3 separate regions of the Gossypium hirsutum genome follow, and all the other regions are linked to region 2. Evidence: chromatin contacts called from public Hi-C data. All regions are on one chromosome and are shown on one strand. The core of a region is the stretch at or near the end of the contact, and the rest is flanking DNA. Distances in the headings are between cores, read along the strand shown. Region 1 has its middle 53 kb from the start of LOC121212431. Region 2 holds the start of LOC121212447 (nucleolar complex protein 3 homolog). Region 3 holds the start of LOC121212431 (vesicle transport protein GOT1).

The links. Hi-C and Micro-C count contacts between places; a contact is called where the count stands out from the background.
Region 1: a contact with region 2 is called in a Hi-C map of leaf, with 2.3 times the contacts expected there. The contact joins the enhancer-like site here to the promoter of LOC121212447 in region 2. A contact is called at or near these places in 3 of 34 Hi-C or Micro-C datasets (leaf and seedling).
Region 3: a contact with region 2 is called in a Hi-C map of leaf, with 3 times the contacts expected there. The contact joins the promoter of LOC121212431 here to the promoter of LOC121212447 in region 2. A contact is called at or near these places in 11 of 34 Hi-C or Micro-C datasets (anther, hypocotyl, leaf and 1 more).

Annotation. Positions count from the first base shown.
Region 1 is chrA13:87,924,286-87,929,089 of Gossypium_hirsutum_v2.1, forward strand. No RefSeq gene overlaps it. Among protein-coding and RNA genes, the nearest start is that of LOC121212431, 53 kb to the left of the region's middle. Within about 2 kb of position 2,241, at least 2 of the 9 cell types and tissues checked have an H3K27ac peak or open chromatin away from gene starts, as enhancers often do. A contact at or near this core is called in leaf, where this site is marked.
Region 2 is chrA13:88,567,112-88,571,849 of Gossypium_hirsutum_v2.1, forward strand. LOC121212447 (nucleolar complex protein 3 homolog) reads right to left here and starts at 3,103. Exons shown (of 13, transcript XM_041085141.1): 1 at 2,770-3,103; 2 at 2,366-2,535; 3 at 2,068-2,243; 4 at 1,691-1,899; 5 at 1,473-1,575; 6 at 941-1,104. The coding sequence starts at 2,939.
Region 3 is chrA13:87,871,055-87,875,579 of Gossypium_hirsutum_v2.1, forward strand. It overlaps LOC121212431 (vesicle transport protein GOT1), which reads left to right and starts at 2,600. Exons shown (of 7, transcript XM_041085043.1): 1 at 2,600-2,747; 2 at 2,974-3,024; 3 at 4,234-4,325; 4 at 4,430-4,510. The coding sequence starts at 2,994.

The sequences.
Region 1 (4,804 bases), core at 991-3,490, 640 kb before region 2:
GGACTAAGTTTTTTTAAAAAAATTTTGGATTTGGGTAGTTGGACTTCTGAATTAGGTTTGGATTGTATTGGGTTGTTGGGTTAATTTAGATGGGTATTTGGGGTTAGAATGCAATGGGCTAATGGGTATTGGGTTTGTTTTGGGTTGATTTGGTCTGGGCTAAAATTGACCTGTAACAATGTGTTAATTAAAATATATATTTTTTTATTAATATTTTAATAAAAATATAAATATATATTAACGAAATAATTTAATGTGAGGCAAAACTATTAAAAACCTCCGTGTTTCTTATATATATAGAAGGCATTTTATTTCCTTCATTTTCATGTGTAATGAGGTAGTTAGAAAAAATATATTAAAAACTTTTTCTTTCTTTTCTTTTTTCTTGCTTCATTTGGTTGTCTTTTAGGTCAGTCAATTTTAGTTTAAGTTTATTATGCATTTAAAAAAAATAACCAATTTTGATTTAAGTTCATCATGCATTTATATTTTTATAACTATGGCTAATCTATTTAAAATTTTCAAATTCAGTTTTAAAAAAATTAACCAATTTTGATTTGGGTTTATCATGCATTTATATTTTTATAACTATGGCTATTTTTAATCTATTTTGTGTAAATTATATGTGAATTTTCAATCAATATTTTTTTAATTTAAATTTTATCACATATATATAGACACTATCTAAATTTATATCATTGTGGTTCCACTCTTATAATTTTTTTAAGAAAATATAAATTATGAATTTATAATCTGTGTGAAATTTCTTGACTTCCCACTTAAATATTGGTTCCAAAATTCTCATTCTCTCTAGCTGAAAGCATCATAGCTCAATTTCCTCTTCCTTTTCTAATTGGGTAGGCACACTGTCAACATGAATATTATTTGATTTGTAATACGAGATATGATTTTTTTCCTTACACTTGTTTGGGGATTTGAACGTGTCAAATGCGAGAAACTCCCAAGTGATCTAATTGGACCAAAAAATGATTTATTGGTTTTTTGTCTTATCTGGGGAAAAATGACATTTCCAAGATAATACCAATGTCTTACTTGTTTAATACTCTAACCAAAGAAAGTAATATATAACTATTACATTCTTTTCAATTCACCTAACAAATAATGGGCTATTTATTGCTTAAGTTAGTACACTAACTTTTTCCCTTTAACATATTATCTTAGTAACCAGATAAAAAAATTTATAATCTAAATGAAGTATGTATATGATATCCATGTTGCAATCTATTGGCGGAATATTTATCTACCCATAAATAAATTAATTTGTAAACATCATTGTAAAAATATATATATATGCATTTAATTAAAAAAGAAAAAAAGTAATGCCTAACGTGTATTAAACATTGTAATAGTGTGTGTTTTTTCTCCATTATGACCAGACATAGAGTGAAAAATATTAATAAAATAATTAAGATAAATATATTCATTTAATTGATTGAAAAAAGTAGAGAAAATTAAGTTAATGATACATGTTGAATAATTAAAAGTCTTATCAACTGTAGATTTTATAAGAACTATACTGAAAATATTTGAAGGCATAAAATATAATTTTTCGCTTTTTTTTAATGAAAACCTGTGAAGCATTCAAATTTCCATATCCCAAATATTTAATACCGAAATAAAAATTAAAAGTTATTTGGCACTCTAGCTTTAGAAAAAAAAATTATTTTAATACTTTATTTAATTTTTTTGTATTTTTTATCCTTTAAATTAGCGTTATTTATCAAATCACTCTAAAATGAATTGAAAAAAAATTAATGTTTGTTAATTTTGCTAATGTGGCATCTATATGTATGCCACATCAGCAATTAATTAATTTTTTAAATTAAAAAATAAATTATAATTTTAAAAAAATTAAAAATCATTAATATTATTAAAAATTATAAAAATATCAAAAATATTTTTTAAAAATTTTAAAAAATAATTAATTGCTTAGTAGCATACACATGAATGCTACGTCAGCAAAGCTAACAAGCGTTAACTTTTCTATTCATTTTGAGATAATTTAATAAATAATGCAAGTTAAAGAGTTAAAAGAGAGAAAAATAAAATAGAGGACTAAAATGAAAATTTGTAAAGTTAAAGGGCCAAATAATTCAATATGCCAATTAAAAGGGGGGGGGTGGTGGAATTGAATTCATTTTGACTTCAACGCTTATAGTCATAGAACTGCTAACCATATCTGTGAGAAAATCCAGAAAAGCATGCTGATTGCTGAGCAGTCTTTCACAGCCTCCATAACCCCAAGTGGAGGGCACCACCTTCTTCCTAACTTTATCCAAGACTGACCACACTTCCCCTAATTAATGATACCATTTCTACGTCAACATTTACACATTTGTGGGCCATTTTTAAACAACGAATTGTTGCCTTTGTTTTCCAAATTAATAATTACTCAACAATTCTGTCCGTGATGGGGCATAGTACGGTTTCCCCGACTCAATTAACTATATTTTTCTGATCACTGAACTATCAAGACTTGCCCTACAACTTTGTCCTATAGTTTATTCCTTCGCATTGGATTTTTTTCCTTTCGTGGTCGGTGGGGTGATTGGGAGTTGTTAACCACATTTTCACTACCGCGTTAGAAAAACAAATTGAAGATGAGATTTGCATTATATGAGAATGTTGAAAACATGTAACTGAGTGAGTTGGTGAAATTTTATGTTTAATGCTGATTCCTCTTGCACTCTCCATCCAACAAGTCACGGTCTATGAGGCAAGAGACGGTGTCTGCTCAAATTATGGATACGACATTCAGATTGCCAGCCCCTTGATGTTCTAGGCCAAGTATCAGTTCCGCATTGCGCACATTCCAAAGTTACCGTAGATCAAGAAACTCGTAAAAGCTTCATGATCCATGATGCACAAAGTTCACTCCATCCAATCAATGCACTTGGAAACATTACACAAGAACAAATCATTATTAATATCTCCAAGTTGCAAAGTCTCTCGAGACATTGGGCAATCCCTAAGTGCATTCACCATAATCTCACTAGGAGCACCACACCGCTGACACCCATGGTCATTAGACATTGTAGAAGTGATCCTTACCGTTGTTGGAATGAACTCGCGCGTGTCTAAGTCTCCTCCCAAAGAGTTTGATTATTTTGACAAATTCTTCTATTTACTAATAGATTTTCGCAATAATCCGTATGACATAAATTCATCAGACCGTAATAAAAATTAATTATAACCTATCTTAATAAAGTATATACCAGTTATATAATAATTCTAAATCACTACATCGTCATGTTGAAACACAATATTAAATGAGTTACTATAAATTAATTTATTATATTTTTACTATAATCTAAATTGAATATTTTTTAATATTAAAATAATAATTTAGCATTGTGGTAATAATATAATACCACATGAAAATGAGAACACTTTACATTTGAATAATTATAATTTTTTTCATAATTTAATCTTAATTATTTCATAATACTAACTAATTTATATATTCCATGCATTCCATATATCAAAAAATAATTACTTAATAAATTATTTTAATATTTTATTATCATTTAAGTTCATATGTTTCGTAATAATATTAATAAAATTAAATATAATTTAAATACATAATTTTTACTTTACAATATCATGTTTATAATAGACATTTTATTTTTTCAAATATATTATTTGATAACAATGATAAAAACTGTCAAACTTTTTCAAAGTACTTTTTCACAATATTTTTCAAAAATACTTTTTAACCTCAATGATAAATTAGCATTAACTTGTGCATTCATAAATGCCACCTATTGTGAGGCAATGGCCTCTCATCCAAATTTATCATACCTCAACTATTCTCCCCAAATTCCCGCAGGATCCCCATTATTAATCTCCCAAAAGATTAGACCAGACAAAGCATTCAAAGCCGACAATATATTAGTCCAAATTAACAACTAAAGGCTTCTCCACTCTCTTAGGTTAGAATACAAGGTATGCTTATTATGAAGTAGTAGTCTCCACATTTGTTTTTCTAAGAGAGTAAGGTCAAAGAGCCATACATATCGAAAGCTAAGGCTCTCATACCTTTCGGCATTCTAACTGTGTCTTGAGCTAACATTCTCCACTCATGGTCTTCGTTTTTCTCTACCCACTAAAATCTACAAATAACAACAATTATAGCATTAGTAACCGAATTAGGGAGTAAGAACACACTTTTTTACATAAGTGGGTTATGCCTACAAGATCGATTTGACAAAAACTTCCTTGTTGCTATATATTAAGAACCATTTAAACCAACTTTGAATTCTTGGATGTGGCTTGCAAACACCTACTTGAATGCATTAGTTTTATTCTTACTCTCCATAGGAAGAAGGCCAAGATAATTATCAGAAACATGGCAATCTACTTAGCAGAAAAAATGGTGATGATTATTCACAGTGTGGGTGTCCATTATGGACGTCTATACCAACAGAGCCAAACACAAAGAACCACAATCAAGAGTGGTCAGGCAAGAGGTTCTGATATAATATCAAAAAGTATTAAATAACTCATGGATCTAGCAAATATAAAGAATGAATGAAAATGAAACCCAAAGACAAGAAAAAGGAAAATATAGTGAAAAATTGTAAAAGAGAAGGTTAAGATTGTTGATTACTTGTAGAAAAAAAAATCAAAGTGTGAGAAATTAAACCTTTTAGAACACATGAAAAATTGAATTAGATATGATGGAAATTGCAAGTGCTGAGCCCTCAACTGATAAACTTTACAATTTTGGAGCCAATTTCATCTGCTTTCACTAATAACCATAACAACTAGCTAGCAATTGTAA
Region 2 (4,738 bases), core at 1,853-4,352:
ACCTAGATCCCCTCTTCCTATTAATCAGTTAGATAACTGTAATATTTCTTTTTTTGGCTTCTTTAAAGCCCATCTATTTATTTACGAGCATAGCAATTTCTACTCACCCAAAAGGATGAAATTTTATAACAATAAAGGCGGTGATAGGAAGGAAATGAAGTGAAGTGGAGGAGAGAGTTGGTGGCAGCTGAAAAACCACTTGATCATGCAGCAGCAAAACATTAGGCTAAAACACGTCTAGCAATTAAGCTAAAGGAAGACTTTTAGATACTTTAATCTATGCTTCTTATAACTCTGTTTTAAGAGAAGAAGCGCTGAAAAATAGTTATGTACCAATGAAATGACTCCTCCAAGTCTATTTCTTTTCACTGGAACAAAGTAGCAAAAGATATGCAGTGCAAATAGGTTCTACAAACTAAATCCTGATCTTACAAATATGGAAAGTAACAATCAAAAAGAAAAGAACAATGAACGTAAACCAGCTATGCCATCAATCTTCCAAAATCTCAAGCTTAAAGTTTTAAAATGACCTAACATTTAAGACCAATTAGCAACAAGCCACATATTAATGAAGCCCATACATCAGAGGAGTAAACTAAATACATTAGATGAGAGTATTAAATTGCTTCCATGGAATTCGACATGCCAGTCCAAAATATAGTTAAACTAGGTAAGTATAGGAGGATTTTCACATTGAAACAAGCTTTCATTTTCCTCAACAGTTTAGCCATTGCACATATGTCAATATCCTATAGTAGGTTTTAGAATTTTGAAAAACAAGTAAGCTCACCTTTTGTATCAATTTTACATCATTGTGCTGTCCAAGCTCAAATTATTCTACTAATATATTAAATTCATTTTAATAACATCAAAACTTGTAAGGCCTTTGAGAAATTACTTGAGGATTTTTAACATTTCAAAGAACATCAATACAGTATACCTTACAACATCATCTGAGGAGCCTATGTTTCTGACAACAGCTACTAACAAGCTTTCTCTGAAGTTAAAGTGAGGAACAGCATCAAGCAAAGTACAAATACAACGAACCACAACATGATGAAACCTGGGCTGCTTTTCTAATGCTAACAACTTCTGCAGGTATCCCTGTTGCAAATTCCCATGAATAGTATGAAGGATGCATGCCCAAATTAATAACAAGTTATTGCACTAAAAATAAACTCGAGTGATGTGGAAAACATCAAATCTTATTATTAGACATACTATAAAACCAGCTAGAAGATGGAATGCCCATATCTTCACAATAGACCAATGCTTCTACAACCTTTTCATATTCATCAGCACATAATATGGTTGCACAAATCCATAGGCCAATTAAGCCGTGTTGAAAGCTTTCAGATAACGGTGATCTTTCTAAAAGAAAAGATGGTAGAAAACCCTGTTTAATTCTGCTGAATACCCACAACATGCAAACTCCACTCAAGAACTGATCATATAAAGTTAGCAGTTCAAACCTTGTAAGCAGAAAGAAGTGTTGATTCATAGAATCGCATTTTCTTAACTTCCTTGGAAACTTTCATTTCTAGCTCTTTTTCAGTAGGTAGCCTAATCCGATAGCTGTATTTAGCACATTCAAAAGTTGAGTAAAAATATAAATATAATGCAGTGAACAGGAAGATTAATTAAAAGTAGTAATTAAGGGGCAGTAGAGAAGGAAAAAAACTATAGGTACCCTGGAATAATGTCTTTGAAGACAGCCAACAAGGACAGCAGTCCAAGCTTTAGAATTGAGTGATCACCATCTTTGGCAAATTGCAACATCTCTTTCAGAGACTTAATGTTTGCCTCTGGGTCTGCAAGTAGTGCCATTCCAAGCTCAGCTAGCTTACGCTTTTTGGCTTCAAATGCTTCCTCAGCCGTGAGGTCTTCTTTTACCTCTGCCTAAAAGACAAGCACTCTTAGAATATTGAATATATATTGGACCATTTGACTCCTAGACGTTCTCTAAGAAAGATCACCAATATTGTCTAAGACATTAGTGTAAAATCTAATATTCATAGTTTTTTGTTTAAATTGAAAGATACATAGAAGAGCAATCTAACAACATACTAGTGCAGCTTCTTGTTGAGTTGGTTGCACTTCTTCAGTTTTAGCCAATTCCTTCCCCATTTTCTTGGCCTCTTTCTTAGTTTTTTTAAGCTTTGCTCTCCTTTCAGCTTTCGTCAGCTTAACTACGCTCTTATCAATGTCTCCTTCATTTTCAGTCACTTCTGCTGTCTGGGAAACTGCATTATATAACAGCATAAACCATTTCATTCTCTTCCATAAATGAAGACACTTTCTTTAGCACTGAAAGAAAGTAAAATAACTTTTTTTTCCATTTTTTTCCAAGAAAAGAATAAGATACATGTACGGTAGTAGACTTCTCCATCCAAACTCTTGACAGGAAGGGCATCAACAGGATCAACTTGAACAACACTTTTCTCATTCTCTTTGTGCTCCAATGTCTTCCTTCGTCGCTTCTCATACAAAGCCTCCAAAGCATCTTCATTCACACCCTCCACCCGAGTGACTTGCCTATCCACAAAACAATCCACAAAACAAAGTTCAATGGAAATATCTAATTCCCATTTCAAGTTGCCACAGTCGAATGCCGTTTTTAAATTTTAACTAATTTCCACTATCCAAATATCAAATCAAAGCATGTATAACCAAAACAGAAATTAAATCAACAAATAACAAATGATTTTATTTTTATAACTAAAAATAGAAGTCGAATTTGAAAATTGAGGAAAAAGAGAAGAAATGGACTTGTTAATAGAATGAGTGTCCAAGCGAGAGACGAAGCCAGCGTAGTCTTTGTTTTCATCCACGAATTTAAGGTCCTCGTCAGAGACTTCAATATCATCATCTGCTATTTCTGGTGGGAGTTCCGGGGGCAGAATTATCTGCTTCCGCTGCTTGCCCTTCCCCTTCCCCATGGCAATTTTATTATTATTATTTTTAATTTCTGAATTAGATACACATACGAAATTTATATCTGCAGCAAGGAGAGGGATGCTAGGGTTTAGGGTTTATCCCTGTTTGGAAACTTTAGCCCACGTCCAATCTGGTCGGGTCGGGCTTGCAGCTAATATCTCGGTCTTCAATAAAACCAACCTTTTAAAAAAGGGATATCTTATTTATTAGTAAATATATTTATATTTATATAAAAGTAAATTTATAAATTAGGGAAAATAAACTGAATTTATCAATATTTAGAAAGCTCTTCCTGTCAAACTTGCTTTTGAAAAATGCTTTCTTCATTCTCGATGATTAAACGTTGATGTTTTTTTTTTTTTGACCTAAATTCGATTATCTTCTTAACTTTTTTTTCATGTTATTTTAAGTTTTTTTTACATGTTTAAAGCCCTTTTTATTTTTAATTAATAAATCTGTTCTCAAGTTTATTATTTTACTTTAAGTTCAATTTTTAATTAATAAATTTTTATATAAAATAATAAATATGTAATTATAACATTATTCTATTAAAATTTAATGAACCAAAAGCATATGTAATTTTTTTGGATTTTAATTAGTACTTTCTTCAGATAACTAACGTTGTAATATTATATTTTTAGTAATAATATTCCCAAAAATCACATTGCATTAAAATATTATCATGAGAATGTACCAAACGTCACCTATGAGTAAAATAAAATGAAAATAAATTACATTTAAGGTGGGATTGGACATTGCATTAATTGGATGAAAATTAATTATTAAGGTAATATTTTTTATTTTTGCAATTGAAAAGAATTTTATTTCTTTAATTACAAAAAAATATAATTTTTATTTTATAATTATATTTTCATTCAATTACTTTACTGTGTTTAAAGTTTAAACACAAAATGTGTTTAACTAAGAAAGTACAATTACATCATAATTTCCTATATTATTTTTGTTGGTAAAAATTATTGTAGCAGTCAATGTCTTATATTTGGGATTGCATTTTAGTCCCTCTAGTGAAAAATAGGCAAAATAATCCTTGTATGTTAAATGAATGAACAAAATAGTCCCTCAGTTAAAATTGTGAATTAAATGCTTATTTATATTAGATATAATAATAAATTTAACCCTCAACTTTTACCTTTTTTTTCTCAATTTGACTCTTACTCTTCTATTCAGAGTAAAATAACCCTCAAGGTCTTAGCCTTTTATTGATGACGTGGTCCTATTTTATCTTATATGTCATCATAGAAAATTTTAAAAAAAAATTAAAATTATAAATAAAAAATGCAATTTTCTTTTTCAAATTTTCCATAAAAAATTTACCATTTTCAACAATCTAAGGTGTGGTCATTTTATAGACTTAATAATACTATTATCAACAATTTCATGGCAGTTTTGTAGTGTGATACTGTAATGACCCGAATTTTACCGTTACCGAAAAAGTATATTTTCGGGTCTCCGTTTCTAAAAAATGGATTCGTAAATATTTATTAAAAATATTTACGAAGTAAAATGAGTAGTTAATTAGAGTTTAATTAAGTGAATTTAATTTAATTAAGAGTAATTAAGAAAAAAGACTAAATTGAATAAGGGGTAAAAGTTGAATTATAGATTAAAAGAAAATAAAAAGGACTAAAAAGGAAATTATACAAAAAGTATAAATTGAGGCGGTGTACCGTGAAGAAAATCTAAGATTTTTTTTATGTTTAGTATATTATTATATTATTATATTATTATATAATAAAGATATTTTATGTTTTAATTATATTATATTATATTATATTATATT
Region 3 (4,525 bases), core at 1,350-3,849, 700 kb before region 2:
TCATGGGTCAGAAACAATATTTAATCGGCCCATGATTTCATTTCACATCAAATTTTATAAAAAATATAAAATATCAAATTCTATAAAATATATTTATCCGAATATATAAAATCTAAAATATACAAAAAAATTATAAGACATTATATTTTAAAAATATCAAATTCTATGTATTTTTAATTTAATAATAATATAAAAATTATAATTTATGAAGACATAAAAAATATATAGAATTACTCAAAAAACCATGTCTAGAGTGCATCTGGACAAATAATTGTCCAATGTCAAATGTATCTGGATAAATAGGTGTCCAAGTTGATTCTAGTGTCAAATAATATTTCTAATATTTTTATAAATTTATATATTTTAAATTTAACAACAATAATAAAAATATGACATGTTATAAAAAAATTTAAAAATATAAAAATACTAAAAAATGTTTAGAATGAACTTAAACAAATAGTTGTCCAGATTCAAATGAACTTGGACAATTATTGTCCAAATTCATTCTCTATGTAAAAAATTATATTTTTTTATAAATTTTATATTTTAGAATATTTTATTTTTTTACCACGTGTTAAAATGTGATGTTGCCTTGTGTCATTGTGCTACTAGTCATTGTGCCACGGTATTAGTTAATTAGCTAGAAAAATATCAACTTAACTTATTATTTTTAAGTATCAATTAAGTGAAAAAAACTTAGATATCTAATACAAATTTAGGTACCTATTACGCTTTAAAAAATTATTCCAAAGTAACGAGAGACCCCAGCTCTACCCACCGAATGAATGATAAAGTAATCGATCAAACCAGAGACATAAACTAATAGCTTTCGTATCATCAGAAAATCCGTAACAGAAATTTGCTCCTGACAAAGAAAGATTATAAATGGTGTATGAATTCCCAAACCCACAACAATAGTAACCCCGGTGAGGCTGAGAGCCACTCTTAGCCCCCACCTTCTCATCAGTCCAAGATTCATATAAGGGAGCTGCTAACCTTCTCTTTTCTAGTAGCAGCCTCGTCCACTCCACACAAACATGGGCGCTTAGATATACCCAAATATCCCAAAACATCAAACATGGCTTGTATTAAAGTCAAATTTGGATTTAGTAACAGACTTTGCGACCCAACACGACTTTTGTAAGCCCAAAGAAAAGTGCTCGTTAGTGGACTGGCCATAGAATTGTTTGGTTTTTGCCCCATCACAACAAACCCGACAGTCCCCTCATTTTCCTTTTTAACTTTTGAAATTTGAACACTGCCAGAATCTTGGCATTCTGTTCCATCAATGTCACGAGTCTCATAATTCATAGCCACTTTCTTAGTTGTCGTCACTAAGGTTTCATGTTTTCTAATTGCTGAAGTTAGTGGCAGCACAAAATACGACGCCTTGCACTTCAGTTCAATGAGAACAAGACATGCATATATTGTTGAATGGAAGAGCTTATTATTGATGTGCATAAATTGTCACTATTTCTGTTTCCTCTTGATTTCTTCTGATTCCCGATGACCCATTTCTGTAAGGCACCTGTAGTATAGAGTTGGATCCATGGCCTTCACATTTTGTGTTAACTGTTGGAACACCTTGTTATTTGGGTGCAGAGGGGCCTGATCTGGATCCATATTCTCCACCACCTCATCCTGTTCTCCTATAACTATAATTTCTTTTTGACAATTAGTAACTGGCCAATATCTTAGAATCTCCCTAACCACCACTTCCCCAAGTACAAACTGAGAAATGCAATAAGCCAGCTGCTTATGCTGAACTTGCAAACTTGCAAGCTACTGGTGTTGTACTGTGGGAGAAGCACTCTCGTCAACAACAGCTTGTGGTTCTCTTTTAATGGAACTACAAAGCCATTGATGATGCTTCCCTCGCCGACACCGCAATGCTTTTCAGTGTAAAAACACATCGTTTATTGCTTTTCTCATGAATGATGTATAGAAGGTCTTCACTCCTTGGATTTATTGCAAATGCAGATTGGTGTTGACGACTATATATTAATTAATTTGATAGAAAATCAGTCCTTACAGGCTTAGCTAAAAAGGAGAGTAAGCAACAAAAAACACGAGATGTTTTATAGAGGAGAGATGTTGTAATATCAGATAGCAACACAGTAATGAGTATTTCTGGACTCAACAATGAGAGGTTAATTATAAATGATATCATAATTAATAGATTGGAAGCATTAGCAGCTACCTTGTTCTAAACTAAGGACTCATCAAGCGGACTTTGAGAAGATCCACCACCAGACGGAGGAGATACTTTTACTAGGAATTACCCAAAGTCGGTCCAATCTGAATTAATCCACGCTTTTTCTAAGTTTTCATTATCTTGATTATTAAGGTTAATTCGGATTCCGGTTGTCAATAAACGAAATTAATATATTATATAATTTCAATTAATATAATATATAATATTCAGTTACAATATTTTAATACCAGAATGTGCATTTTTTAGCAATGCAGCAATGGAAAAGCTTCTGCTTCTGCTACTACAAGTGGTCACATAAACTTTACATTGCCTCTTTTGATGGACTGCTTTTGGAAAATATAAGTTGATGATGAGGAGTTTTATGTCATTTCAGTTACTTCTCATGTAAACAGAGATGCTAAATAAAAATTTTTAAAATTTTATATATTTTTGTTATCTCAAGTATTTTTTCAACTTGTTTTATTTACATTAACTCGCGGCTCCCTCTTTCGCTCGCTCGCTTCCCATTTCTGAATTTCTCAATCACTTTCAGGTAGTTGTTTCTTTTCTTTCTCTGTTTGATTACCGAGAAATTACTTCTTTTTCCTCTCTGTAAACAAGCGGGATTTTTTATTTAAGATTTGTTTTTCTTCTTTTTTATGTGGAGTCTGTACTCTATTAGATCTGTATTTAATTATTAAATTCTGTTTTCTCCTTTTTTCCCCTGATTCTCTCACATGATTCCGTTTCTTATTTGTTTTGCTTTTTGAAAGTAACAGGTATCTGAAGAATCAGCCAAATGGTTTCCTTTGAAATGAATGATCGAAAAAGTGAGCTTTTATCTTCCATTTTCTGTGCTTTCTGTGCTTCTTTTCATTCAATTAACGCATCTATGAATCTGTGATTTTGTGAAACTTCTGTTCGGTGTGATACTTTTTTTTTCCGATGGAGGTTTGATGCTTGAAATATGCATTGTGCAATCCCTAGAAATTTTTGTGAAATTCAGATCTCTGGACTTGGTTCATCGTTTATCTTGGGATTTTTATTTATTATTATGCATGTTGGTAAAATTTTGTAACTGCTGTTAAGTTAGGAAAGTCTTTGAAGTGTCCATGTTATTTTACGTTGAGGCAATCTGGGAATGATTTGATGTGCTAATTTATATTAGACGTTAAATTATTATGGCAAAGTCAGTCGAATATATTTCCTTAGAAAGAATATTTTTTATTATTTATTATCCGAACAAATATTTTAGTAAGCTATTCGGAGTTGTTTGGTAAGTTATGCTGCTTTATTAAGAAACATATATTAACTGGTAATTCTAATAAATTGATGTTAGTCAAACTCCAAAATGATTTACTAGTGGAGCTCCGTTGATCACATTTGATGTGCGTAGATGGTGAAGGATTTCTAATTGATATGTACACCCCTTATTATTCAAAGTTCAAATATATAGGATAGTTCAATAGGATGTAGTTCTCATTGTTAAATTTATTTATGCATGCATTTATGCTTGGTGAAGCGTGTGCACCACACCTTCTTGGAGTTGCTTATGATGGTGTTGTTTAAGTTGAACAAAATGACGAACCCTCTTACATGTGGATTTTGTATACAAATGCTAATGGAAACAGTTTAGGGTTATTGCAATTTCATAGGAGTATTGCAGAATATCTTACAATATGTAAATAATTTATTAGATTATTTGGTGGTAAGACTTTTACCAACACCTTAGCTATATGTGATATGGACAATTTTGTTAACTCTTATTTTACTAGAATCTAATCTTTTTAGTTTAGGTCTAAACCTGTGATCTGAGCCAACTATTTGTTCTGTTACATGGATTGTTGTCATTGATATTGATTGGAGGTGAGTAGGAGTGCGTTGCTACTGTCTAGCATTTGATTCACATGAACTTAGCTAATTGGGGACTTATGACTTCGTTTGTCATCATTATTTTGACGGAAAAAGGGAAACCTTATATGCACTTATCATTTGGTTTAACTTTCATTTTTACTAATATCTGACATTATGAAAAACAGAAATTGGGCTCGGATTAACGGGATTTGGCATATTTTTCTCATTTTTGGGAATTATCTTCTTTTTCGACAAGGGATTGCTTGCCATGGGAAATGTAAGCTAACTTTTATTATCTTTTTGTCCTCTTTGCACAATTATTTTCATTTTCCCTGTTGAATCATACTTGATTAACACTACCTTCTTTTTTCTGTTAATCAGATCCTTTTCATATCAGGAGTGACCTTAACCATTGGTCTGAAGTCCACCATGCAATTTTTTATGAAACCTCAAAATTTTAAGGTTTTATTTATTCTC